Regions from separate parts of the Mus musculus genome. Here regions 1, 2, 3 and 5 are each linked to region 4. The links are chromatin contacts, called in public HiChIP or PLAC-seq, capture Hi-C and promoter capture Hi-C maps. All regions are on one chromosome and are shown on one strand. The core of a region is the stretch at or near the end of the contact, and the rest is flanking DNA. Distances in the headings are between cores, read along the strand shown. Region 1 overlaps Slc25a12 (solute carrier family 25 (mitochondrial carrier, Aralar), member 12). Region 2 holds the start of Dync1i2 (dynein cytoplasmic 1 intermediate chain 2). Region 3 holds the start of Cybrd1 (cytochrome b reductase 1). Region 4 holds the start of Pdk1 (pyruvate dehydrogenase kinase, isoenzyme 1). Region 5 holds the start of Dcaf17 (DDB1 and CUL4 associated factor 17).

Region 1 (5,875 bases), core at 2,681-5,180, 580 kb before region 4:
AAGACCTTAAAAAGTTTATATATAAGCTGGGCGCGGTGGCGCACGCCTTTAATCCCAGCACTCGGGAGGCAGAGGCAGGCGGATTTCTGAGTTCGAGGCCAGCCTGGTCTACAAAGTGAGTTCCAGGACAGCCAGGGCTACACAGAGAAACCCTGTCTCGAAAAACCAAAAAAAAAAAAAAAAGTTTATATATTCAAAAAAAACTAAAATAGAGATAGTAATTGGAAGTGATAGATAATAACCAACTAAAACTTAAATTAGATCATCATAACACACAATGATGGGGAGCAGGGCTGGAGAGATGACTTAAGAGTTAAGAGCAGGTTTGATTCCCAACACCCACAGCTCACAACCATTTTTAACTGCAGTTCCAGGGGGTCTTATGCCCTCTCTGTTAGCACCAGGCACTCATGTAGAGTATAAACACATGCAGGTAAAACACCCATTCATTTATATATACATATATGTGTGTGTGTGTGTGTGTAGATATAGATATATCCCTAGATATAAATGGGTATAACCTAATTTGACATACTTCTGGGTCTCATAAGGAAGCGACTTCCGTTCTCTATGCCATATTTTTGGTGAAATTTTTACTCACCAAAAATAACTTCTAACCCCCAATTGCTAAACTCTTCATCAGATTGGCACTTGTTTTTCTCAGACACACTAACAGCAGGACAAGCTTAGAGCTTTGAGTTTTCAGTATCATCTGTCCTTTTGGTTGTTCTAGAACCACACTGAAAACACATAAGAGAATACGTCCTGCTTGCAACGAGAGTTAACTGTACACAACAGAAACATAATATAAAAATCACGCCCCTCCCACTCTCTCCCTGGGAAAGGCTAGAACTCAGCCATTGACCTCCCCTGCACCTGAGGCTAAGGATTAGTCCTGGTCTCCCTTCTGTCCTCACACTCCCACCCCAAGAGCTGGGTCTGCAGAAAGGCTGGGGACTGGCCCTGAGGGTGCCAGGTCTCTTGTTGCTTCTCTCCATTGTTTAGAACCATTTCTCTCCAGCCACAGTGGCCAATCACTGGAAGCCTTACAGTTCCCTCGAAGAGTCTGAGGAAAACCAAAACTTGGATTTCCGTAAGGCCAGATCAGCCACTTGAATAGGTGTGCAAAATGTATGCATTGAAAATAATCAGAAAAAAAAAAACATAATAAAAGTCACAGAATTAGTTGTCTCAAGAACAGACAAAAGACTGGGCCTTATAGACCAACGCCATTTTTCTGCCTCAGTGGTGACAATTTTAAAAGAATAAAGGTCAGTATATGTTTACTGTTGGGTGATATATTATCAAAGTGTTAAGAACACAAACCTTGGTGGCTGAGAGGGGGACAGTGAGTGGAATGTAAAGTGAATAAGTAAAAAAAAATAAAACAAAATAAAAAGAACACAAAACTTAGACTAAATAAGGGGAAGTACTATGGTCTGAGTATATGTGTCTCCCCACCCTGAAAATTCATAGGTTGGAATCTATTACCCAGGAAGGTGGGACCTTGGAAAGCGACCAGGTCCTAAAGGCTGTGCCCCTGTGGGTGGGATTAGTGTGCCGCAGAAGATGAAGACAGCTCTTGTGTCCCCTTCCTCCACACGAGGGTGCAGGAGCGGGGCACCCCTGAGGTCCAGAGAGCAAGGATCAGCACAATGAGTCTGATGGTGCCTTCATCTTGGACAGCCCAGAATTGTGAGCAGTAACTTTCTGTGGTTACCCAGCCTATGGCATTTAGTCTTAGTAGCCAGAATGAGCTAAGATTGGAGGTAAATCATACTTTACGTGTGGCATAAATGTTCAATGATGTCTCTCTCTCTCTCTCTCTCTCTCTCTCTCTCTCTCTCTCTCTCTCTCTCTCTCTCTTTGTGTGTGTGTGTGTGTGTGTGTGTGTGTGTGTGTGTGTGACCATGCAAGTTTGCAGCATGAATTTGGGATCCTACGGATTCCTGGGAACGGAAGAGGGGATCTGTTTCCGCTGCTCTCAAAGACATTCAAGATACACTTGTAGGAGAAGACAGACTTCCTCACCTAGGGAATTGGGTAGCTATAGACCTAGGCCTTCAAAACAAAGCAACAAACCAGGGCATGTTGAGTAGCTGGGAAAGGCACTTGCCACCAAGCCTGATGATGTGAGTTCAGTCTCTAGGACCCACATGGCACATGAAGAGAACTGATTCCTGGAAGTCTTCTAACTTCCAAGCACAAATCAATAGATTTAATGATAAACTTTATTAGAGATAACTTAAAAATTATGTGACAAAGATAAGAGATCCAGCCAATAAATGGCACATACCCTGACCATGTGACCATTCACAATGGCTATTAAACATATAAAAGGAAATGCCAGAAGAGAGGCACAGTCAAAGAGACACTTCTAAATCCCCTGGGAGCATGCTACAGTATCAGTGACCCTTGGAAACATGCTATGGGAAAGAAGGCAGAGCCCAGAGGTTATATACCACATGGTTACATTTATAGGAAAAATTCAGAATTAGTGTCTATGGAGGAGTTTATTAATGAATGGCCACCTAGGGTATAGGGGTGAGGTGGGAAGACAGAAGGTGATAGCTAACAAGTATCTGTGTGTGTATGCGTGAGTGAGTGCGTGTGTGTGTGTGTGTGTGTGTGTGTGTGTGTTGGTGCTGGTGTGCACAGTGATGAGATTTGCTAACACTGATTCTGATGCTGGTGGTCTGTACTCTGTGGATATACTAAGAGCTACAGAATCGAACACATACAATATAGCATTAGAGGGTGACTTTGGGATCAGTAAAGCTACTATCCTTTTAGGGCCAGGGGCACAGCTCTGGTAGGGCACACACCCTGTAGGCACGAGGTCCTGAGTTTGATCCTCAAAATCAACCACGACATTTGCCTGAAAAATCCAGAGGACAAATGCTGAGAGGAAAGTCAACAGATGAAATAAAGAACAGGCGCGTGTTCCCGCAGGGGGAGGGTGGATATGGAGAGGCGCCTTGGATCTTGTCTTTGCCAGTTGTTGCAGATGAGATCACAATGCGGTCACTCTTTAGGATTAATGAGATAATCTCTACAAAATGTACAGTTGAGGACCGAAAGTCTCTATTGCTTGAAGCAGCATGTTAATTAGGCTGGATGGTAGACATGTGGATGTTCCCCGTATATTACTTTTTATCGATAAAGAACATAGGGTTTTTTTTTTTTATGTTGTTTTGGTTGGTTTGGGTTTTGTTGTTGTTGTTTGCATGTAGCTTTTTTGTTTTGTGAGGCAGGGTCTCACACTGTAACCCTGACTGGCCTTGAACTGGAAGTGATCCTCCTGTCTCTGCCTCCAGAGACCTGGGATTGGTAGAAGCTACCACACGCAGCCTTACCACACAAGTTTGAAAACTGACTGTGGTGTGCCTGCAAGAAGGCTCAGTGGGTAACGAAGCTGCAGGCAGGCCTGGTGACCTGACTGTAAGCCCTGAGACCCACATGGTGGAAGGTGAGAACTGGCAAACTGTCATCTCTGTGGCTGCGCTCTCTCTCTCTCTCTCACACACACACACACACACACACATCAGATCACATACATATCAAATGTATATCAAAAAAACCCAAACCTTAAGGTAAACTGATCATAGTGCCAAGAAGGCAGCTTGTGATGACTGCATGCTTCGGTATGTTGAGTCTTGATCGGAGCCCTTACATAACACACACACACCGATTAAAAACAGAAAAAGACCATCGAGGCATGGAGGCTCCTCCCATCCTTGCATCCAGAAGGGAGAGGCAGGTGGATCTCTAGGAGCTAGAGGGCAGCCTGGTCTATATAAAGAGTTCCAGGCCAGCCAGGGCTGCAAGCTGAGGCCCTATCTCAAAACAAAAGCCAAGGAAAGCAGAGCAGCAGAACACAGGCTGCAGATCTGGAATCTCCACTGTTCTCATGGCAACAGCATTCCCTCCCAGCTACAAGAAGCTTGGCCTGGGCGCTCACTAATCCCTTTGCTGGGAAGAGCTTCCAGCTCAGTTAGGGCCTTCCTTGCTGGCTAACCTAGTAAGCTTTAACACTGGGCGCTGGGGAAGAGCAATGTGATTTGCTCAGCCATGCTAGCCCAGCACTCAGCTAACTGCCCTGAAGGACACTATACATCCGGTCTGATCAGTACCAATAGGGGCGTGGACTCATTTTCAAAGCCCAGTGAAATTGCTTTCCACACTGTTGATTGGCTTCACTCAAGGAAGAGTTTGTCCTCTGTCCCACGGTGCCTGCTGGTCTAGAAACAGAGGCCTGGCCACTCATCTAAGACTTTATTCTCTGGTTTAGTTAACTGACTTTTGAGAGAAGTGCTAGGCTAGGCTTTAACAATCATCTACCCTGTGGTATGACGGCTCATCAACAGAAAAAAAAAAAAAAAAAAAAAGAGCTTTGTAAGTGGTATAAGCCTGTAATCCTGGTCTCCAGGAGGCTAAAGAAGTAGCATCATGAGGTTAAGGCCAGCCTGGGCTACAGAGTAAGACTGTCAGAAAAAAAAGAAAAGATAAAAATGCCACTGCCACATTTTCTTTCCTCTTTGCCCAGAGTTCAACATCGCTATTTCTCCTACTATCAGCCAATCAAAAATCGGCCATTAATCATCCATAAGTAAAACATGATTAAGGGATAAATTCAGTGTTAGCCAAACCCTCAGGACATCTTAGACTTCACCTATAAACAAGAATCCACACCTAGAAAGAGCAAAGGAATCCAGTTTCTGATTCTTGCTTAACCACTTAGGTCACAGGTCAGATAAGAGAACAGGCCAGTTTATGACCAAAATCCTCTACACAGCACAGAAATAATTAGCTGTTTGGAAAACAAAATGTACAACCTTCTTGTTTCTTTTTCTTTTCCCAGATAAGGCCTCATTTAGCCCGGGCTAGCCTCAAACCCAGATGTAGCCAAAGATGACCCTGAAATTCTGATTCTCCTAGGTTAGCCACCCTGGTCTGGGAGTCACAGGCACGCATTACAATCCTCTCCACGACAAAAGATGCTCAGCTTTCAGGAGATCACAGGTATGCATATGCTGTGGTCAGCATGAGTTAGGAAGCTTCCTAGCCAAATGGAAACTAAAACCACCAATATATTTCTCGTTTACACAAAAGTGAAACAATCACAGCATCTAGTTACAATATGAGAGAGGAGTAGACTTTTGTAGACACATGTAAGCAAGGGCTTTACTTCTGTCTATCATTTATCATTCATAAAAAATAAATTGAGCCAAATAAGTCTCCTCCATGAGAAAGCACACCCACCCATGATGTACAAGCAAACACACAAGCCTGGCCTTCCCCCCACACAAGGCAAGGGTCCAGCTGACACGCATCATGACAGAGAAGCCTGGAGCAATTGCTCCTCTGACCCCAGGGACATCTTCTCTGAATTAAAACTTCTCAGGTCATTGACCTCATCGTCTCAGGCTCCATAAGCAAGTGAGAAGGTTTTTGTGAAGACCTCCAGCTAATCCAACTAGAAATCATTAACGTTTTCAGGACCAAAATGGACTACGAAAGCCTCAGGCAAACCACTTTATCAACTGTGAAACAGATATTGCTCGGAACATTTGCTGAGCTGCAAGCTTAGATGTGTCAGCCAGTCTAAATCCAATGTAATGCTTACACCTTAAAAACAGAAGCCTCCGAGCTCTACAAAAATCACAATCTCAGCCTCTGGCTTTGGAATTTTTGCCAATTGCTACAATATACTTATAGTCTCTTTGTGTTCCTTGCAGCCTCATAAAAAGGCTTATGGAAATGCAATGGCACACTCATAGCTACACATAAAACTGAAGGGCCCAATTAACTTTACAGTTTCAGAGAAGAGCAATGGACAGGAACTACACCTGCTATTACATTTCCTTTGATACTT
Region 2 (5,439 bases), core at 671-3,170, 660 kb before region 4:
CTCCTTCTCCTTCTCCTTCTCCTTTTTCTTCTTCTTCTTCTTCTTCTTCTTCTTCTTCTTCTTCTTCTTCTTCTTCTTCTTCTTCTTCTTCTTCTTTTTCAGTACCATGGTACTTTTCTGAATCTTGTTTTCATGATTAATTTTTTCTTTCTTTTTCCCTGGCTGTCCTGGAACTCACTCTGTAGACCAGGCTGGCCTCAAACTCAGAAATCTGCCTGCCTCTGCCTCCCAAGTGCTGCGATCAAAGGTGTGTGCTACCACTGCCCAGCCATGATTGATTTCTAATCAACTTTCCAAAATCAAAGACTCGTACCTGGAAGCATCTCTTAATGAAAGTATTTTTTTTCTTACCTACCTATTTCTATGACTTAGTTACACAATCTCATCTTAACAGTTGATGGAACTGAGAACCCAGTGTTTCTCCGTTGAGAAGAGGAAAGTTTGTTTCAGCTCTGAGAGTGTGCAGCTCCATTCCTGGTACATGATGAATGGCTACTCATAACAATTTTCAAGTGACTAAACAAAAACTATTTGGAAAGAAGGAAACAAAGTCTGCATAACTAAACGCTCTTTGAAATTTTAAAGCTTCAAATTTGAGATCAATATTAAACTTAAACAATGTTCTTCCTGTCAGTTTTCTAGAAGATAAGAAAGTAATGCTTTGGTATTACCTTTAATATTTAGCAAATAACGCTTTAATACTTGGCAAATAATGCTTCAGATTATTCAAATAAATTCTTCAAGCCACATGCATCAGCCCATGCACTTCTGGTAAATTCTTATTTCAATTATTTTCTTTATATTAAAAATCTAACCAGATCCAATAGTATAAAATGCTTTCTTACCAAACACACTTTTTGGAGGAAACTATTCTGTTATAAAATACTAGAAATTATTTTTATGCTAATTATTTTTTTGTTTTGTTTTGTTTTGTTTTGTTTTTAGAGACAGGGTTTCTCTGTATAGCCCTGGTTGTCCTGGAACTCACTTTGTAGACCAGGCTGGCCTTGAACTAAGAAATCCGCCTGCCTCTGCCACTGTCTCCGGAGTGCTGGGATTAAAGGCGTGCGCCACCATGCCCTGCTTAAATTAATATATTTTTATTTAAAGATTTATTTATTTTATTTATACAAGAACACTGTAGCTATCTTCAGACACACCAGAAGAGGGCATCAGATCTCATTACAGATGGTTGTGAGTCACCAATGTGGTCGCTGGGAATTGAACTCAGGACCTCTGGAAGAGCAGCCAGTGCTCTTAACAGTTGAGCCATCTCTCCAGCCCCAATATATGTTTATTTTTGATCTTGTGTCACATGCTACAAGAATCCTCAATAATCCATGGCCCCTGCAAATCAATCTACGAGCACATGCCTATAAATAAACTTCTTAAAATGCCCTTTTCTCAGGTTCATTATGGAAAAACAGGACTTAAGATTTTGTTAATGTTGGGCCACAGACCTTAAGCAGCACATGCTGCATTGTAATCATTGTTCCACGGAAGAAAACACCTTCAATACAAACTCTGGAATGTTCTCATTAGCATTTTAAGGGCAGAAAGATGGCCTTGGTGCTGGGGACAGGAAAGCTAAGACTGACTACATATCCCAGCATTCCTTGCCTCTAGTGGGACCACAACTCCCACAGAGCTTCGCTCGCCCAGGCAGGGCGCCTGGTTGCCGGGACTTGAAGTTCTCTGGAGGTATTGAGGGCTCCGCCCCAGGATGTGAGGTGTGGTTGTCCAGCTTTTGCCAAAGCGGAAACGCTTCGGGCCCCGGGCCGGTGTATCTGTTTCAACCGGGAGATTCTGTTTTACAAAAGGTAAGTCACGGAGAGGCCGCCCCTCTGCGCTGGGCGGCAAAGACTCTGATTCTGTGTGAGACCGCGTCTCGGCGCAGCCATTTGTCCCTCGGCTCTCGCCGTAGCGGCCGCCGCCCATCCCTCTTTGTGTGCTTGGGACGCCGCGGATCTGCGGCGGCGACAGTTGGAGAGGGACGTTCCCGGGAAGTTACCGGCCAGAGAAAGCGATCTCCACTCCGCCACCTGACAGGTCGGTCGGCCGCGCTTCCTTCAAGTCCCTTTTGCCTCTGATGGCCGCTTTGGAGCTCGTAGGGCCGCCCGGCCGATATTCTGACAGCGCCGGCCCGGGTGACTCAAAGCGGCCTGGGGAGGCCACCAGGGCCCTTGGCAACCCTTCGGGACCCTCCGCAGGCGGCCTGGACCCTCGGGATTTGTCCTGCACCCGTCTGGTGGACCTCGGACACACCCCAGCCCGGACCGCACCCTCTTGGCCTTAAGCCTAGGGAGAAAGTAATTCCTTAAGCTTTGCTTGGTTTTTATTAATAAAGATCACTACTACTTGGGTCAGTAGCAATGACCAGGCACCTAGCGTGTGTGTTGGAGGTCTCTGAACACTGTGATTGTAAACATCATTCTAGACACTTTCCTTTTTCCGGAGTTTTAAGAAAATGAACCTGTCAGTCACGGAGCAGAGGCCCTGACCTGTCTGATAATGAGGGAGCTAACTGATCGCCCGTGCTTCAGCGGGACAAAATAGTTAGAGTTGAAGGAAGAAGTATTTCTTCAAACTAGATTCCAGGCAGTATTGGTATATTGTTGACAATTGGTCCTAAACAGAAAATAATATGTATTATTTATCATACATAATACAAAAAAAAATCATACAGAGTGATGTGTATGGAAACTTTCTTCAACAGCCCTTACAGTATGAAGCTTTTTAGAGACCTGAAAAGAGTGGGTGAAGAAACACGAGCTTTGCTTTGCGAGTTTGTTCAAATGACTTGGTTGGGAGTATATATAAGAGTGTATATTCTAGCTGCATATGTATCAAAAGATGGCCTAGTCGGCCATCACTGGAAAGAGAGGCCCATTGGATACGCAAACATTGTATGCCCCAGTACAGGGGAACGCCAGGGCCAAAAAGGGGGAGTGGGTGGGTAGGGGAGTGGGGGTGGGTGGGTATGGGGGACTTTTGGTATAGCATTGGAAATGTAAATGAGCTAAATACCTAATAAAAAATGGAAAAAAAAGTGTATATTAAAGGGATTTCCTGTTACTTGCTCACTAGTTTTTGCCCACTGTCCTGTCTTTCTGAAGTACGCTACCAAGAATTCTCCCTTTTTCATTTACATAGAAGAATGTTTTTCATTTTCATAGATGAATTTTTCCTCCTTACCAAATTTGCCCTTAATCCAACTTTATTGTGATCCTAAGAGATTCCTAGACTTTTCAAGAGGTTATTAACCCAGTTTCCTTAATCAAAAGCATTTAATCCTGCAGTTGTATGGAGAGAGACACTGACAAAGGTTGAACCAGTAATGTAGAGAAGGTAACAAGGTCCTGGCTCCTACCTTACATTGAGTCCCTAGGTTACCTTTCCAGTTCAGAAAGCTCCTCGTTCCTCCCTCCCTCCTGCATAACAGTCAGTATGAGGACACGCTTGTGTTCGTAATCCCATCTACTTTGCAGATGGATCGTTTAGCAGCTGTGAGCTCAGTGTTAAGGTTGCTATGCTGTGAAGGTAACAAAAACCATAAAAACACAGCCCCCAACTCATCCAGATGACTATCTACCATGGAACATTTCAGGCCCATATAGATAATCATAAGAATGCCACAAGAAGGTGTTAGGTGGAAATATACTGTTTGATTGATTGTCATGGAACATCTATAGAATTTAAAAGAATTTTTAGGAACTTCCTGTTTAGCTATTCAGTGTTTTATTAAGTTTCTGGGAACAAAACACAGACATCTCTGGTAATAGTTTTGGTTTCATAGCTGAAGACATAAGCATTCTTTAAAAGCCTGTCTTGCCCTGTATGGCCCAGGCTGCCTGGAACTCAGAATCTTTGTGCCTCCCTCCTAGAGAGCCCAGATTACAGGTGTGAACTATCATACTCGTCTAGAACTTAAAACCAACAGTGTCGTTTGTTTTAAGCATTAGTTATGACTTTTATTATCTAGTACTCAAATACAGAGACATCAGAAAACATGGAATCTGGGTGTGCTGGCTAACTCTGGCACACCAGAGTCTGAGATAGGAGAATCGCCATGAGGACATCCTGGGCTACATTATGATTTCAAGGCCAACCTGGCTACAGTGACACATTGTTAAATTTGGGCTTAGGAACATGAAAACATCTATGTACTAGCTGTTGTGCTCAAGTTCTAGGAAATATTTCTTCATACATTTGTGTATAATTTTTCTTACATTTTAACAGTATGCATATATGGTTTTTGCTATTTTAAAAGTAGAACTTGTGTGTTCTCTATGGGTACCATTGAAATTCTTAGCTTCTTGGTACACCTCTTGAAGTACTTTTTTAAAAAAAGCCTGTTGCTTGTTCTTTTAAATCAATGTAATGATTATTGTTAATGTTGGCATGCTTTTTAAGGTCACAACCATGTCGGACAAAAGTGATTTAAAAGCTGAGTTGGAACGTAAGAAGCAACGGTTGGCCCAAATCAGAGAAGAAAAGAAGAGGAAAGAAGAGGAAAGGAAAAAAAAGGAAGTATGTTTGATTCACTAAGACAAGCAAAACCCTTGAGTATGAGTCAGGGCATTCCATAATATCGTCAGTACCAGTGCAGTTCCCAAGCTGTTATTGCCTGTGCAGCATTATCAGTGAATTGTACTTTGAAGGCAGGTGTACGAAGATGAGGAAACTGGTCCAGGGTGATGTTTTAGTGGGCTGAATGTATTTCATATAATTTGATGCATTTCTAAGATTTGAGCTATGGAAGTTAAATTTACTCATATAGTCTTCTAGAAATATATTTTCATGCAAAGTAAGGATCATCTGCATTATAGTACGTTATAGTACACACCTGAATTAAGATAACACACATATATGTGTATACATGTAATAAATTAGTTTATCAGAATAAATTCATTGTCCAGATAATTTGATAATTTGCTAGAATGATATTACTGGCAAACTGAAATATATGTAACAATTTATTTGAGTAGAAGATTTGCATATATATAACATTTGAAATGAGTTAGTCCTTGAAATATGGTTATTGATTTAATAGTACCAAAAAGGTACTTTTATCTTCTGATTTTGTTTATCCCACAAATCTCTGTTATGATTTGTTTACCATAATATTACAAATATGTGTTGGCTTTGAGCTGGCCATATTTTACTTGCCCTTCCTTGATATTTACATATTGTTCCTAATTGCATCTCTTTGGGCAGATTTGTGTACACAGATACAGTTCAGATGGCCAGTATAAAATAACTTGCCCTAAGTGTGCCTGCCGTACTGAGTTTGTGTATATAAATGCCTGAGTAATAGCCAGGACTGCGAGAAGACTGTTAGATCTCTCTCAGGACCTGGAGAAAAAGCATTGTTAAAAAAACAGAGTTTATCACAGTGACTCAAAAATCATGTGTAGTGTGGCTGAGAAACTTTGGAAG
Region 3 (5,740 bases), core at 2,351-4,850, 760 kb before region 4:
ACCTCACGCATTCTAGGCAGGTCCTCTACTTAGGAGCCACACCTGAGACAACCTTCTGATCCTCAAATTCTTGTCTAGGAAAAAGGAGGGAAGACCCTGTGGTTTCTTCTTTGATTTTTGTGCAGATGAACGTATCCCTCCATTCACAATAAGGCAAAAGGTGAGCCATCCATTACTTAGGTCAAACACTAAGTAAACCAATGTGAAGGAGGGAAGATTGATTTGTGGCTCTCGTTTATTGATCTTCTCATATAGTTTTACATTTTTATTTACTTATTTTTGTGTGCATGGGGACCCGGGATGCTCACGTGTCACTTACACACCTGCAGGTCAGAGAACAACTGTAGGGAGCCTGTTCTCTATTTCTACCGAGTGGTCCAGGGACTCAAGGTGACTGAACTTGGGCTAGGGTCGAAGTTCTGTCAGGTCAGTATTTTTCCATTTGTATCTCTCAGGATCCAGCCGGAAACACTAGGTTCACTCAAAGGATTTAGCTTGAGAAGGTTGACTACATGGAATATTTCCAGTGAGACAAACAGACTTTAAAACAACCCAGCAAGATTGATGATAGCCACGGAGAAGCAACTGCAGGACGTGAAGGCCTGTGGAGACAAGGGGGCGTGGTGGTGCTGCAGACCTCCTGTGAGAACCATGGCTACAGGAGAGAGCATATCAGAAAGTTCCAACCGAAGGGAGAAAGAAGAAAACAGATCTAGCAAGGAGACACAGGGATAATATAGGTCAACTCATCCGCTTTCTTCCCCACCTGTCAGCAGCATCCATCCACTTCACACAGCTGGAAGCCGCGGGACAAGGAAAGCTACAGACCTGTGGGCCGCCTAAAACCATCCAAAACCATGGATACTTGCACTCTTCCACTCTTACAATTCACAATAGTAGCAAAATTACAGTTACAAAGTAGCAGCAGAAATAATTTAATGGTTGGGGTCACCGCAACCTGAGGAACTGTGTAAAGGGGTCGAAGCGTTGGGAAGGTTGAGAGCCACTGTAGTAGACTAAAGTCTTCTGAACACAGGCAAGGCCAAGGGTGGAGAATGGGGGAGCAAACGAATACCAATCAACACGGTTGGACAGATGGAAGTGTAAAAATATGGTCTACTTACGCCCGAAGTAAACCACCATGTTTAATATTTTTGGTTGAGAATAATAGACTTACTATTCTTCTTACACACTAGAAGAAACATGCCACCATGCTAGGTCCTCCTGTCCTCTGCTCTGTGCCCTGGAGAGCTGACCTGCCAGGGGTACATCACAGCCTCTGGCTTCTGGTTAGGTTCTGCTTAGCCACTGGGAGACCCCTGCAGGAGTTGGGCAGGGAACAGTTACCTCCTGTCCTGTGTTTTCCTTTGAGTCCCATCCCACCCCCACCCCCACAAGCTGGCTGCACCTCTTGTACAAGGTTTCCCTTTCACATTTTTCTCTCTGGACTCCAGGAACCCTCTCTGCTGTAGGCTTGGGACAGTGTTAAAACCCTGCCCACTAAATGTAAATAGTCCTGGTCATTACTGAATTGCCCAATTTGAATATGCTGTCCATTCTCCATTGAAACCCTGATGGACACATTAATCTCCCAACACAATGCCCTTCCTCCCAGTTACTTAATCTCCTTACCAAGGGAAAAATAACAACATGGCCGCAGGCCACAGATTCAAATCTCTTACTCATTAATCCAGCTCTACTACCAGGGCCTTGACACTCCACTTCCTTGGTCTAAAACCTTTAATTAAAAAAAAAAAAACACAATATTTTAAGGGCTGGAGAGTTGGCTCAGCTGTTAAGCGCACTGGCTACCTTTCCAGAAAACCAGGGTTCAGTTCCCAGCACCCACATGGTAGGTGGTTCACAGCTTTAGTCTGTAACTACAGTCTCAGGGCATCCACTGCCCTCTTCTGGCCTCTGTGGGCATTGCATGCATATGGTACACAGACATGGAGGCAAAACTCTCATAGTTATAAAATAAATAAAACTTCAAAATGTTGTTTATAGTTTCTTATTCTAAAATTAATTTTAAACATCTATTTGGTGCGGTGGTGATAGTGGTGTGTGGGGGGGGGGGGGGCGCGCACAGCACAGCACAAATGTAGAGGTCAGAGGACAACTTGTAGGTTTTCTTTTGTACCTGTCAGTTCTTTGGACTACGCTCAGGTTATCACACTTAGTGACAAGTGCCTTTACCTACTGAACTAGCCCTCAAAACCTATAATTGGAAAAACCATTCCTTGATGAGCAGGCACATATGCACATGTGTGTGCTCACGTGTGCACATGCGCACACACAGGTGTGCACACACAGAGACACACTCGCGCGAGCTTTGCGCGCGCGCGCGCGCGCACACACACACACACACACACACACACACACACACACACACACACTACCTTTCCTGTGTTTTGTAAGGTCTCTAAGGGCTAGAGGGAGCATTCCCAAATGCACTTTGGAAGCCGAGGCATCCAGCACCCTTTTCCTCTGATAGTGATGCTCAATGTCTCACCTAGAAGGGCAAGGATAACGGAAAAGGACAGGAAGCCAGTGTCTCTTCATCAAGTTAAGTCACTCAGGGAGGTTTAAGGTCTAGGCTCACATTGGTTTGAGCAGGCAGACATCTTTAAACTCATTTTAGCACACTCCAGGCAAGTCCAGGGCTGTGACTGCCTGTCTTCCCTGGCGCAACTGCAAGTTGCAGGTGGCTTATATTCTGTTATTTCTGTCTTTTCCAGCTGTTATTGTTACTATTTTTGATATCGGATAGCATGTACCTCAGGCTGGCTTCACACTCTCCATGTAACTGGGGATGATATTAAACATCTGATCCTCCTGCCTCTACTTTTCCCATGGTAAAATTATAAGGGGTGTGTCACTTCTAAGGACTGTTCTAAGGACTGTGCCCAGGTCTTTGTGCGCGCTAGGCAAACCTAAGTAAGACCAATTTAGCTGCGCTTTCAGCCTTCTCTTTCTCTCTTCTCTGTTTTGATGTTGAGGCAGGCTTTCTATAGCGGTCTGGTCTGGAACTCTCTATGTAGCTTAGAGTGGTTTTACACTTGTGGCTATCCTCCCGCCTCAGCTTTCTGAATGTTGGGGTCACAGGTGAGCTCCACTACACTCTCATCCCTACAGGTGCTTCCTTACACGGTAAGGCCAAGTCCACTGCTGCCCTCAGCAGCAGACCCTCTGGGGGGTCAGGAAGCCTGGATAACTACAACCGCAGGCTTCACCACTTTCAGTGAATCTGTCTCTGGTGACAAAGAGTGTGTACCACCGCCCTCCACAAGAATAAGGAAACAAGGCGCATAGAGTTGAAGCAAAGTGGTAGGCTTGAGCTCCTGGGCGCTGTCTTGGTGAGGAACTGACTCACACTCAAGGAGGTTGGATGCTTCTTCAGGTGGTGGCCACCACGGCAGCCAGAGCTCACGGTGCAGCCGCGTGATCGGGGGTGGAGGATGGGGGATAAGGGGTGGGACCGTCTGGAGCTTGGGCCCGCGGCACCCCCGGGAGGCCCCACAGCCTGTTACCCTAAGAAAGCCCCTCCCCACGGGCGGAGACGGCGCCGAGAAGTCGCCGCCCCGGCCCCACCGCCGGGCCAGTACCCCGAGGCCACGGCCGCAACACCAAGTTCTCCAGCAGGCTGTCGTGGAGCATGGGGTGCTGATGGCCATGGAGGGCTACCGGGGCTTCCTGGGGCTGCTGGTGTCCGCGCTGCTCGTGGGCTTCCTGTCGGTGATCTTCGTGCTCATCTGGGTCCTGCACTTCCGAGAGGGGCTTGGCTGGAACGGCAGCGGGCTCGAGTTTAACTGGCACCCGGTGCTCGCGGTGACCGGCTTCGTCTTCATCCAGGGCATCGGTACTGGGATCCTCGAGGGGGTTGGTGGGGTCACTGCGCGATGGGACCCGGGACGCCGTCGTGGATTCCAAGGAATTCATGAAACTAGGGAAAGTTACTCAGGTGGGCAGGGCCTGCGCAGTCAGGGACGCGAAACCCCAGCTTCGGTGAGGCTGGCCTTTGAACTTGCTTCAGGTCTCCTAGGCGGGGAGCTCAAGTCTCCGCGCAGCATCGTCAGTTGGTGCCTCTCCATCCTTTCCCCTGTCCTGTTCTTTCCTCCGGAGTTCTGGGCACCTCCATCAGTCACCGGCTGCTGCCTGGCTGCGCTCCATTTGTTGATGTGGCGAAAGTTCCTTGGCGGAGTTTTGTGGTCTTGAATCTGACAGGGAGATGAAAGCTGAGAGTGGCCCCAAGGGACCGCTGGACGCCCGGGATCCATCTATCTCTCTCTCTCTCTCTCTCTCTCTCTCTCTCTCTCTCTCTCTCTCTCTCCCCCTGCAATTCTACTCTTCATCTTCACTGTCTTCTTCAGCTAATGGGGCACCGCACGTTTCACTTTTCCAAAAAGGCGGTGACAGCGAGAATGCATTCAGAAAAGCCAAGCTGTTGTGCTGGGCTTGCTTAGCACAAACTGTTTGAGAGGCTCGGAACAGGTTCTAGCAGCCTGGCTTCTGAACAGGCCTCCTCTTCTTCACCAATACTAAAAGTCCCACAAATGAGCAAACAGAAGCACTGGCTTCGTTCCTAAAGAAAAATGTGTGTGTGTGTGTGTGTGTGTGTGTGTGTGTGTGTTGCACCCCCCGCCCTCCCCCCCCAACCCCGCGCATGCTTTAAACCGGTGCTACGGCCTCCAGCAAGAGTGGTCAGCCTTCTTCCATGGGAATCTGGAGAAGGTAATACTAATGCTGAGCTACTGTGGTGTGAGGTAGGCATCCAAGCCATTTCGCTGCAGAGTTCCCAGCTATTTGGCCACTACCCTAAAATGAGAAAAACATATCCAGGTTCTAAAGTTCCAACCACCAGAAGCACTCTTTCCATCACGGTGGAGCGCTTTCGTTTGGCCAGAGTTGTTAATATCCTCTGTTTAATTAAATAGTCCCAAACACCTCTTCGTGGCTTCCAGCCACCCAGAACAGCTCCGGACGCCGTGAGACCCTTTAGATGTTTGGACGGAGTGCTGTAGTTGAGGGTGAGGGAAACACAGATGACAGCGGGTTACCTGTCAGGCGGGTTAACCCAACAGAAGACATTCACAAAAGTACAAACATTCCTGAGCATCTTCTGTGTCTTCACTGGATGCATTATATGAGTGTGAGCCGACGCAGAGGCGCTAACCCATGGACATAGAAATTCTTCTAAGCGCCTTATTCTCAACAATTCCCCCTCCCCCCAGTGCTCTTCGCTTTTATGGCAATATGCTCACTTTCTGAAACATGGACTTTACAGCAAGCCAAAATATCATCTAAAATATACTTTGAGACTCTCCATTCATATTGGAACGCATTTCACTCTTTTCCTAAAGATTTCTACTTTCTCTAAACTTTGCACTTAATCTGTTTACTTACCTTGGTGCAAAAACACGTATACGGGTGTACTGGAATTTTCATCTGCTGCTCTTAGACAAGGCTTGTTTCTTCTAAGCTCAGTACGTCTGTTTGTGCTAATGTTCCACTGCTTGGCTGGTCAACATTTACAATCCTGGTTACAAGGATTCTCGATTTGCAACATGGTTGCAACACGTTTTAATCACATAAAGTGGTTAATGAACATAAACTAGCTTTTTCATACATGTAGCCGCATGCAGAGTTCTTATTAGTTCTTCCATACCTTGGTCCACAAATACTCCTCATCCCATCAGTGAGAAGGCAGCATTGATTGGAAGGAACAAACACAGATCCTCTT
Region 4 (5,410 bases), core at 2,545-5,044:
CCATGTATGTGGAATAGTTCTCATAAAATCCTAATAATGAGATGCCTTTTTTGTTTGTTTGTTTTTCGAGACAGGGTTTCTCTGGGTAGTCCTGGCTGTCCTGGAACTCACTCTGTAGACCAGGCTGGCCTCGAACTCAGAAATCTGCCTGCCTCTGCCTCCCAATTGCTGGGATTAAAGGCGTGCGCCACCACGCCCCACACATAAGATACCTTTTTATTAGCTCTTTAGTAAGGCCTGGGCATTGTGTAAACATATATAACTATACTATTTATGCTACGAAGACTTATGAAGGCATTTGTTGTACTTTCCTAGTACTATATTGATACTCAGTGTCTTAGTTAAGGTTTTACTGCTGTGAGCAGACACCATGACCAATGCCAAGTCTTATAAAGGGCAGCATTTAATTGGGGCAGGCTAACAGGTTCAGAGGTCCAGTCGCATTATTTATCATCAAGGTAGGAGCATGGTATTGCCCAGGCAGACATGGTGCAGAAAGAACTGAGAGTTCTACATCTTCATCTGAAGGCAAATTTAGGAGAATACTGGTTTCCAGGCAGCTAGGATGAGGGTCTTAAAGCCCACACCCACAGTGACACACCTACTTTAACAGGGCCACACCTTTTAATAGTGCACTCCCTGGGCTGAGCATCTACAAACCATTACACTCAGAGAGATTAAGACAGACACACATGGAAAGGCATATGACTGACAGAGCACAGTCAAAGCATTAAGATGCAACCCAGGCTCTTTCCTTTACAATACCCTATTTTCCCACAGCCTCCCAGGGCCATCCTTATAGAGCTGTTTTCTAGACTCCTATCTAAGGGTCACTAACAAGAGCCCCTCCCTCCATGATGTCCATCTGACTGAAATGGCTGTATAACGGACAACAGTTTTCCATGTTGAATTGTGTCTGTTACTCTGTGGTTTCCATCTGCTCTCCGGGTCATCCAGAACAAACTTAATCCTTTCAAACAACAAGCTCTCCTGCATTTGACAGGATGGTGTTGTAAGATACCTGAAATTCCTGCCCCAAATATGCTTCCTTTGGCAGATGGATTTGAGCTACAGGCCACTGGAGAAAAGCAGTAGACAGTGGAACAGCTATAAAAATAGGTTGTTTTGTTAAGGATATTTCAATTTATAATGACTTATCATTTCTCTAAACAATCATTTCACTATACTATATTGGAGATATTATATGCTGGGATTCAAGGCCACTTTTTTTAAAAATTATCATTCCCCAGCTATACAGCACAAATATATGAAATAGGCATCTTTTTCTTGTTTTTGTTTCTTTACAGGGTCTGATGCAACAAAGGACTTAATGTTAGAATAGCCTTAAAGACCCATTAAGAAAAAAACAAGCCGGGCGGTGGTGGCACACACCTTTAATCCTAGCACTTGGCAGGCAGAGGCAGGCGGATTTCTGAGTTTGAGGCCAGCCTGGTCTACAGAGTAAGTTCCAGGACAGCCAGGGCTACACTGAGAAACCCTGTCTCTAAAACAAACAAACAAACAAACAAACAAACAATAAACCAAAAAAGAAAAAACAAAAAAACCAAACCAAAACCAAAAAACCCTCTAGGGGCAGGAGAGATGGCTCAGTGGTTAAGAGCACTGACTGCTCTTCTAAAGGTCCTGAGTTCAATTCCCAGCAACCACATGGTGGCTCACAACCATATGTAATGGGATCTGATGCCCTCTTCTGGTGTGTCTGGAAACAGCTACAGCAGTGTACTCATATAAATAAAATAACTCTTAAACGAAAGAAAAACAAACCTCCATCTGGTGAAGGGGCTAGATTCTCTGGCCTGGGTGGAGAGCTAACATTGCAGTTGGGCAGTGTCAATCACCTGGCCTGGGACTGCTAGGAAAGCAAACTCGCCTTCAGCTATCCTAAATAGGTAGAAGAAATATTTTGTCCTTTAATGAGATATTGTACTTTTCCTTCCCAGAATTCCTCCTTCCCCAACACTGTTCCTATAAACCACCATGAGGTACTGGGTTGGAGTCAGAAAGGCACAATTTTCCCTTTTTTCCTCCCTCCCTTTACCCCCTCCCTCTTTGATGCTGCTTTTTCTGATACTTTGGGCTTCCTTACCCTTTTCTCTAAGGCCCCCCTTCCCACCCTGTGGCAGACCTCCATCTGACCTCCATGCCAGTAACTGGAGCAGCATAGGTCTTTTCGTTGGTTTGTGCTTTTTTGTTTGTTTGTTTGTTTGTTTTCTTTCTTTACCCCATTCTCCTCCTCCAGGCAGCTGCTGAGATGCACAGCTTGTTTACCTTGGAGGTTTTTTTTTTCTTCTTTTAAACTTTAATAAAATTATCCTTGAGCTTCCACTTTAGTCTATTCTTAAACTCTTTTCTAAATGAGACTAAGAACCCCAAGAGGAGACCACAATTTCTACTGGATACTTGAGGAAAAACAATTTTTCTTTCTCTAGAATCAAAACCACTTGCTTTTGTTTCCATGCGGACAATATCCCCGCTTTGTGCTACACACAGTTTGTTGGATACAGAATAACAGCTTTCTTTAAAGGGACTCTGATCTAATTTCTGTTTTTCTGTGTATGTTGGGGGAGGGTGGGCAGGTATTTGTTTCTTTGTTTTCAGATAGGAGTCAGAATAACAGGCTGGCATGATTTCGGATGACCTTAGAATTCTCACCTCCCACATTGCTGCTTCCACTTGCAGATCGCTGAAATTATAAACCTGGGCCAACACAATGTGGGGGGGTGGGGTGGGGGGGGTTGCTTTTGTTTTTTCTTTCCTTGTGCTGGGGATGAAACGCAGGGCTTTGGATATGAGCTACATCCCAGACTTCATGATTTGTGTTTTTTCAAAACCCAATAGCGAGCGGGGCAGTGGTGGCGCATGCCTTTAATTCCAGCACTTGGGAGGCAGAGGCAGGTGGATTTCTGGGTTCGAGGCCAGCATGGTCTACAGAGCGAGTTCCAGGACAGTCACGGCTATACAGAGAAACCCTGTCTCATAAAACATAAACAAAACCAAAACAAAACCCAAAAGCGACCAGCATGGAGCTATGAAGTGTTATTCGGTGTGTATTCTACATAATTGATAAACTTCACACGTGGCAGGATAGTTTTCTTGCACCTAAGACACAGCAAATGTTAGGGTAGTTGGATGGGGACTTTACAGTGTTCAGAAGACAGACGTGATTTTCGTGGGGTTAGATATTAAATATGTTCTAATTCTACATTCACTATCTCTATACATTGAAAAGATGGAGCAGGCACATTGTAACTCTAAGATGAGTTAACAGAAAAAGAGCGAGTAGTCTTTAAGTACTGTGGCAATATTGCTTGCATAAAGTGTTTCAACGCGCTCTTCCCGGGACTTTCGTTGCTGTGGAATTCTTTAGAGCCACACCCCCAAGTTCAACTCTTGTACCACTGTTCGGCTGCACCTGCAAATCAAGGGCTTGCATGATCCAAGGGCAATGAGAACAGGCTCATTGCCAACGATCTCGCACAGCCTAGAGCTTTTCCGCTGAGACTGGGAGGGCGGAGGAAGTACGAAAGGGTGCAAAGGGGTGCAACACAGCGCAAGCTGGATCGTTTAAGCCGGGCTCCCACGGCGGCCACTCGCTCCGGGTGGTTTCAGCTGCACCACACCCCACAAAGCTCAGCAGCGCTCCCTTTTTTTTTTTCTTTCCCCGCCTCCGTCCTCCCAGGGCCCCGCCTACATGGGCGTGTCTTTAACCAGGGGCGGTGGCTAGCGCAGCCTTTCGCCCTCCTCCGTGCTGTCCGTGCTCCGCCTACGGGGGCGTGGTTCCAGCGAGGGGGCGGTGGCCGCAGCGCTGACAGCAGCTCCCCGCCCCCGCGGCCAGCCACGTCCCGCACGTAGCGCCCGGGCAGCGGCATACAGCCGCAGGTTGGCGCCCGGAGCTCCGGCTCCTCCGGCGGGGCTCGGTATGAGGCTGGCAAGGCTGCTGCGGGGCGGCACGAGCGTCAGGCCGCTCTGCGCCGTCCCCTGCGCCAGCCGTAGCCTGGCCTCGGCCTCGGCCTCGGGTTCCGGGCCGGCGTCGGAGCTTGGCGTTCCGGGCCAGGTGGACTTCTATGCGCGCTTCTCGCCGTCGCCACTCTCCATGAAGCAGTTCCTGGACTTCGGTGAGGGCGGCCGCTGGGCCGTCGGGCCTCTGTGCACGGGCCCCGTCCTCCCAGGCGCACCCCTCCTCCTCCCTCGTGTCGCCCCCCCTGCGTCTTAGGTGCTTCCTTCCTCCTCGGAGGGAGCGGGCGCTGGAAGGCCGGGCACGTAACAGGGACGTGCGACTATAGTGTGTTTAAAAAAAAAAAAAAAACTACAAACCCAAAAAAACAAAGCAGGGGGCCCGCGGCTGCAGCCTTCCGCGCACGTGCGTAGGTGCGCGCTTGGGGACCTGGTGTCTTTGGGGATGCCTTGCTCAGGTTCAAGGCCAGGGCTCAAACTGCTTCGAGGGTGGTGTTCTGCAGAGGCGAGATCGGTGCCAGCACAGTGGCGATCGTTTGGAGTGGCGTGATGGCTGGAAAACAAGTTACTACTGGCCCAGTGCTTTCCTCGCCAGTGTTTTCACCGAGAGCAAATTCGTTTCAACAGCAGCCAGTCTCAAGCACGTGTAAAGTGCATGGTCTTGTCTGTGTGTAACAGATTGCAGAACTGCAGAATTAGGCCTTTGACTTTTGGCTTCTCATCAGGAGTAATGAGGCGGAAAGGGAAATGCTTAGAATAAACTCTTAACATTGAAATCCGAAAGTTCTGGAGTAGAAAAAGTTATCTTCTGTGTCGTGCTGCCAGGTTATAACATGGTTAGCACGCACGAGAGATTAGTGGTGGGGGTAGGTACTTTATCTTAAAATTGTGGTTTGAAGTGACAGGTGCTTTTCCTTGTGTTTCTTTAGTAAGGGACTATGAAAGGCCCCCGTTTTGTGTGTGTGTTTTGCTTTTATTTGTGAATGCCTGTACTGTGGTGTAGCAATGTTCACCTTGTTCATGAATACGCTATTAAACTTTGGCAAGATGCTTTCCTTAATAATACTGCTACTGTTGACAAGATAGTTTTCTGCTAAGGTTCCATCTGCGAGGTCCACTTAGTTTCAAATGGATTGCTGAAATGTGACTTTTTTAGTTCAAGTGAAGGTGCTTGCCAGGGGAGGGACACTTATCAACTCTTCTGCCAAACATCTGGATTCAAGAGTGGAGGAAGGGGGAGGTGATGGTCTCAGGAATCAGACAACTGAGCTGGTTCCACTTGATGGTTGGTGATACTGTGTTGATGGTCTTTGCCTTCTGTTGCCTGAAAACCTCTGTACTGACTGTGTTCTGGTGGTATTTGTTCTGGTGGTTAGTATTTGTGTCTAGTCAATGACTTGGGTCAGAATTTACTCAAAAGTCGAGAGTCAGGATT
Region 5 (5,115 bases), core at 1,995-4,494, 820 kb before region 4:
TTTGGGTTTGGGGCCCCACATTTGAGATTATGGGTGCACTACCCAACAAGCAACATGCAGATTAATTAACAAGTCCTGGCTAGTCTTATGTCAACTTGACACAAACTAGAATCAACAGTGAGTATACCTAAATTGAGAAAAATACCTCCATAATGGCAACTCTTAACCTGCGGGTCACAGGCCCTTTTGGGGTCAAACAACCCTTTCACGGGGGTCACCTATGACCATTGGAAAACACAGATTTTACATTATGATTCTTAACAGTAGCAAAATGACAGTTATGAAGTAGCAATGAGAATAATTTTATAGTTGGGGTCACAGCCTTAGGCTGTAGGCAGGCAGGCAGGCAGGCTTGTAGGTCTTTTTCTTAACTACTGATTGATGGGGGAGGTCCCAGCCCACTGTGGTGGGTGTTGCCATCCCTGTGCTGGTGGACCTGGGTTTGGGTCTTAGTGTTTCATTACAGCAATAGAAAAAAAGTAACTAGGACACTTACTGTATGTAAATGATGTTGTCCAGGGAAGGTCAAAGAAAGTCAAGGCACATTGAGCAAGGGAAAGTCTCATCGTGAGTTAAATAAATACTAGGAGCACTGATTAATCTGTAACATTAGAAAAATATATATAGGTCTCAATGCAAGAGAAGTGTACCAAGAAGGCCAGGACAGATGGATTTGCTTTCTGGATTTTTAAGGTCCAGTAAAACAGTACAAATGATCACAACGAGTAAGTGGTCACTTAGCCAGGCAGTGGTGGCGCACGCCTTTAATCCCAGCACTTGGGAGGCAGAGGTAGGCGGATTTCTGAGTTCAAGGCCAGCCTGGGTCTACAGAGTGAGTTCCAGGACAGCCAGGGCTATACAGAGAAACCCTGTCTCGGAAAAACAAAAACAAAAACAAAAGCAAAAACAAACAAACAAACAAAAAGAATAAGTGTGCACTTGAATTTACTGGTTACATAGCTCTGCTTCACTTAGTTCACAAAAAGCCTGGTTATTATAGTTGCACAAAAGCTACATAGGGTTTTATATATGGTTTTATATTTGCATACATTTAACATACCAAAAATACTTTAACAATGAAAGACTCTAGGTTGGATTCTGGTTTGAGACATTCTGTGGTGGGTAACTAGGAGCCACTAAGAATGATGTGACAGCTTTGTGCATTAGTGAAATCACTCTCTAAAAGGCTGCGGCAGGTTGGGAATCGAGAGTCTCCAAGTGTAGGCAGGAAGAACAATCAGAAGGCTAATTAATAATGGGATAGAAAACAGGAAGGCATAAAACTACTGGGATGAAAAGACTGGACAGAAATAGAATCAAAAGTACTTGGTTGTGGGAGAGGCAGAGATGGTCTAATGACTCTCCTTAGGGATCCCAGTGGTAAGATCAATAGCACAGGAAGGGAGCATTCAGAAGGCCGGGTAAGAATGGGGACTGCCCAAGCCGTGAATATTGTGCAGTCCCTCAGCCAGCTCACTGGCTGTCGACTGTGAGGAAAGAAACCACTTACTATGATGATTTAGGGGCCAAGCTTGATGCCTCGTGGAAAAACCTGAAAAACACTGAGAGGCAACTGGCCTTGAAGTACCACCCTGGTAAGAGTGGACGTGAAGGAGAAGCAAGTAAACAGTCTTCTCAAGCGCACAGAGTTTCCAGAGGTTAAGCATTCAGACCTGGGAGAAACTGGGGGGACTTTGGTCCAAACCAAGAAAGACAGCGCCATTACAGTAGAGCAGCAAGTGAGGGGCATGGCCCTCATGTCTGAATGGGTGGTCTGCATCCAGTTGTTGGGACTTAATATGTTAAAGTGAATGCGCGGAAGGTATGATCACAATATGCCCACTACTTGCTACTGTTTTTGTGGTAATAGTGGAGCATAGTGGCATCTTAGAAGTCATGTGAAAAACAAGCACAGAAACCAAAGCTCAGCCATGGTGGGAGAGCACAGAAAGACAAGAGCTGCGACAAGAAAGACAAAAAGGAAATGATGAGTGCAATTCAGCAATGATTTGCATTTCGCTTCAGCCAAAGAAAATCCAGCTATATTTTTCTGGGTTCCAGCATTTCAGTGACAGCTGCATTCATGAATGACCAAATTAACTATTGTGGAGCTTTCTAAAAATATACAAAGCACTCACTCCACCGTATGCTATAAGCAGGTCATGAAATATCAGGGGGGGAAAAAAAAAACCTCCAACAAAACAACCAAACAAACAAACAAAAAAGCCAGACCCCGAAGGAAATGCATCAAGGGTATAAGAGTTTTCCATTTAAAACAACAAAATGAAACGGCTAACGTTTGATCCAGCACATCCATCCTGTACTGTACTTCTGTCGATCAGAAAGCTGGTGTGCTTACTGACTTTTTCTTTAAGCACTTAAGATCACGGAGTGGCATGCCAAGTCTATTAAGTCTATGTGGGAGATGCAGACACCACACTAAAGGGGTTTACAATGAGGTTACGGGTCGCATTTGGTATACAGTTACGGAAATTTTTAGTATGTTAGTAATTTTGAACACGCAGGCTGAGCTAGTTCACAGAGAATGTTATTTTTTACTTAGAGAAGTCAACCTGGATTATCTTAGGCAGTTCAATAAGAATGCAAACATTTCATATTTTATTCCCTATAAGGGGGAAAAATGGAAGGAGGAAGAAAACACAGCAATTACCACAAAACCAGTCAGGGTCCCCGCTGGCCACACAAGGACGAGCCTTTGGGAAGGAGAAATTCAATCCTACTTTGATGGGAAAAACAGCAACTTTCACCACTAATTACCATACAAAAGCATAGTGGTTACACAACTAAATGTTGAAGTCAACCTCATCCACAACGTCCCAAGTGCGGCTGAGGGAAAGCCACGGGGCGTACCTTTGGAGGGTCCCACTGGCCACAACGCCCCTCTGGACGCGTGGCCAGAGCCTTGCAGGGCCAAAGGAGGGGTTGGCAGTCGTCCCACGACCAGGGCAGAAAGGGACTGCTTCCTGGGACACACAGGTGAAGCGACACCACCAGGTGGCTGCACAGCACCCACCAAAGCTATCCAGGTTTACCGCGTGCAGCCCGGAAGGCTACCCGACCCACTGCGCAGCCCTACGGCGCAGCCTATTAGGGCCAGGAGAGGCGGGCTAGGGGCAGGGAGGGGTGGGGCGGGGCCAGGCCAGCCCTCGCTCTGCCTGACGGGAATTGTAGTTCTGAAAAAGAAGCCATAGGGGCGGAAAAGGCCAAGGGGACTACATTTCCGGGAGAGGGAGTGGATACGGAGGGCCGCGAGGTGCAGCGTTAATCCCGAGAGCAGAAAGAAGGGCCAGGAAGGCGCCGTTGATTCTGTTCCTTTGCGTCAAATCCGTGTGTCGCTACCTCTTGATCTCTGCCCCGAGTCCCCAGCGCGGGGTCCCGCGTCAGCCTTCCTTTGAGGTTCGCAGGTGGCGGCTGCCACCCCTCGCGGAAGTGAGGGGCGCGCCCCTCCTGGGCCCTGCGGACCCCTAGTCTCCATGGGCCGGACCCGGAAGGCCAATGTGTGCCGCAGGCTGAGTCGCCGGGCTCTGGGCTTCTATGCACGCGACGCAGGCGTGGTGCAGAGGACGAACCTGGGCATCCTGCGGGCGCTGGTGTGCCAGGTGACGCCCGCCGAAGTCGGGGTGCCCGGGGTCCAACCTCCTGCCGGGCTGCAGTTTTTTACGCGCTCTGATACCCCTTTGAGGGTCTTACGTGGGGAGGGGCATCCGTGTCCCGCAATTAGGGTATTAGAAAATAGGTACTCAGGTCCGCCGCCTGGCGTAGTTTTTAAAAAGCTTCTTTTGCCTTCCTGCAAACAATCGATTCAAAACTTGGGCATCCAACTAAACCGACATCTATGGGCAGAGGGAGAAAAAAAAAAAAAAAAAAGGAGAAACAATGTACTTTAAAACTGTAGATTTCAACTACCCACCGAAAATGGTTCCATAGCAGGGGACTGAGTTCTTTCCTAAACTGAAATTCTTTGTGTCTTTCAGGAGAGTACTAAATTTAAGAATGTTTGGACAACTCATTCCAAGTCACCTATAGCCTATGAGAGAGGAAGAATATATTTTGACAATTACCGGTGCTGTGTCAGCAGGTAAATTCTTGGTGATGATTTTTTTTTTTTTTTGCTATAATCCACCTGACCCTAGTTTTTATAGAACCACGTGGCTTCTTTAGTACTTAGTGAAATTGGAAGATGAAAAAAAAAAAAAAAATGAGTCCATAATAAAACTAGGTGGAAAATGCATGTGATCTTAAAAACTCGTTAAGTCTAAAGTTTCGGACTTCATCTTTGTAAATACTTTTATTTCACACAAAATTATAGCACAGGCAAAATAATACGTTTCTCAGCACAGTTTGCTGTTTTATACCCATTTAAAGATCAGAGTCCAGAAAATGGGTTGTGAAATAATTAGATGCTGCTTAGGAGACAGGCATTTTGTTTTAGAAGTACTTTTTTTTTTTTCCCAAGAGAAAAAAAATGTTCAAACAAAAGTATAGTATTTGTAGATAAATAGTATTTAACAGCCAGCCTCCATCCATTCAAGGTCAGACTGAAGAGAACGACACAGTGAATTGATGCTTCCATGCCCGTCACCTGGATTAAGGGATTATGGAATTGCCGCTCTTTATCTTTCACTTTGCATCTGTAAGAATTATGGGCATTTTTCTGTGTGCCAAGCTTCAGTGGTGTTGTTCCTCCGGAGCAAATCACCTTGTTGAGATAGGTTCTCCTTTCACTGGACTGGGAAGCTAGAATACCTGTAGACAGCCTGGTCAGCAAGTGCTATGAATTTGCCTGTCTCCACCTCCACAACTCTAGGAAAACCATGAGTATTGGGGATCTAAATTCCGGTCCTCATGCTTGCAGGGCACCAGCTGGAACTATCTCAGAAGTGATTAATAACGCCTAAGTTCTTTTCTTGTGGGATCAGAAACTGGAAGTCAGAGAGACTAGTGATTTTTGAGGTTTGCCTTGACTCCAGGAGGTATCTTTTTTTTTTTTTTTTTTTTTTGGTTCTTTGGCAAATCGCCCAACCTACAATTTATTAGCCTTTAGTGCTGGTGAATCTACCCATGTCCCTCGATTCGCCCTTGGATGTAACTTCC

The links. HiChIP or PLAC-seq counts read pairs in DNA pulled down with a chosen protein or histone mark. Capture Hi-C pulls out chosen DNA fragments and counts their contacts.
Region 1: a contact with region 4 is called in an H3K4me3 HiChIP or PLAC-seq map of stem cell-derived neural progenitor cells, with 3 times the contacts expected there. The contact joins the enhancer-like site here to the promoter of Pdk1 in region 4. A contact is called at or near these places in 1 of 39 promoter capture datasets (hippocampal neurons), 2 of 115 datasets of contacts at active chromatin or transcription factors (large pre-B cells and stem cell-derived neural progenitor cells) and 1 of 9 other capture datasets (macrophages).
Region 2: a contact with region 4 is called in a promoter capture Hi-C map of liver, with 5 times the contacts expected there. The contact joins the promoter of Dync1i2 here to the promoter of Pdk1 in region 4. A contact is called at or near these places in 15 of 39 promoter capture datasets (3T3-L1-derived adipocytes, the C10 cell line, the HPC-7 cell line and 11 more), 2 of 484 Hi-C or Micro-C datasets (bone marrow-derived macrophages and muscle stem cells), 3 of 115 datasets of contacts at active chromatin or transcription factors (astrocytes, microglia and neural tube) and 1 of 9 other capture datasets (liver).
Region 3: a capture Hi-C map of macrophages shows a contact between it and region 4, with 3 times the contacts expected there. The contact joins the promoter of Cybrd1 here to the promoter of Pdk1 in region 4. A contact is called at or near these places in 4 of 39 promoter capture datasets (the 3T3-L1 cell line, hippocampal neurons and liver) and 1 of 9 other capture datasets (macrophages).
Region 5: a contact with region 4 is called in a promoter capture Hi-C map of adipose tissue. The contact joins the promoter of Dcaf17 here to the promoter of Pdk1 in region 4. A contact is called at or near these places in 6 of 39 promoter capture datasets (the 3T3-L1 cell line, the HPC-7 cell line, hippocampal neurons and 2 more) and 2 of 9 other capture datasets (adipose tissue and liver).

The regions. Positions count from the first base shown.
Region 1 is chr2:71,286,346-71,292,220 of GRCm38.p6, forward strand. All of the region lies in intron 13 of Slc25a12 (solute carrier family 25 (mitochondrial carrier, Aralar), member 12), which reads right to left. Among named protein-coding and RNA genes, the nearest start is that of Dync1i2, 77 kb to the left of the region's middle. Within about 2 kb of position 3,931, at least 58 of the 459 cell types and tissues checked have an H3K27ac peak or open chromatin away from gene starts, as enhancers often do. A contact at or near this core is called in hippocampal neurons and stem cell-derived neural progenitor cells, where this site is marked.
Region 2 is chr2:71,210,026-71,215,464 of GRCm38.p6, forward strand. It overlaps Dync1i2 (dynein cytoplasmic 1 intermediate chain 2), which reads left to right and starts at 1,921. Exons shown (of 16, transcript NM_010064.4): 1 at 1,921-2,049; 2 at 4,414-4,530. The coding sequence starts at 4,423.
Region 3 is chr2:71,114,454-71,120,193 of GRCm38.p6, forward strand. It overlaps Cybrd1 (cytochrome b reductase 1), which reads left to right and starts at 3,601. Exons shown (of 4, transcript NM_028593.2): 1 at 3,601-3,859. The coding sequence starts at 3,667. It also overlaps a transcript of Dcaf17 not described here.
Region 4 is chr2:71,869,430-71,874,839 of GRCm38.p6, forward strand. Pdk1 (pyruvate dehydrogenase kinase, isoenzyme 1) reads left to right here and starts at 3,795. Exons shown (of 11, transcript NM_172665.5): 1 at 3,795-4,136. The coding sequence starts at 3,941.
Region 5 is chr2:71,052,500-71,057,614 of GRCm38.p6, forward strand. Dcaf17 (DDB1 and CUL4 associated factor 17) reads left to right here and starts at 3,245. Exons shown (of 14, transcript NM_001165980.1): 1 at 3,245-3,620; 2 at 3,996-4,099. The coding sequence starts at 3,495. Mettl8 (methyltransferase like 8) reads right to left here and starts at 3,107. Exons shown (of 10, transcript NM_145524.3): 1 at 2,872-3,107.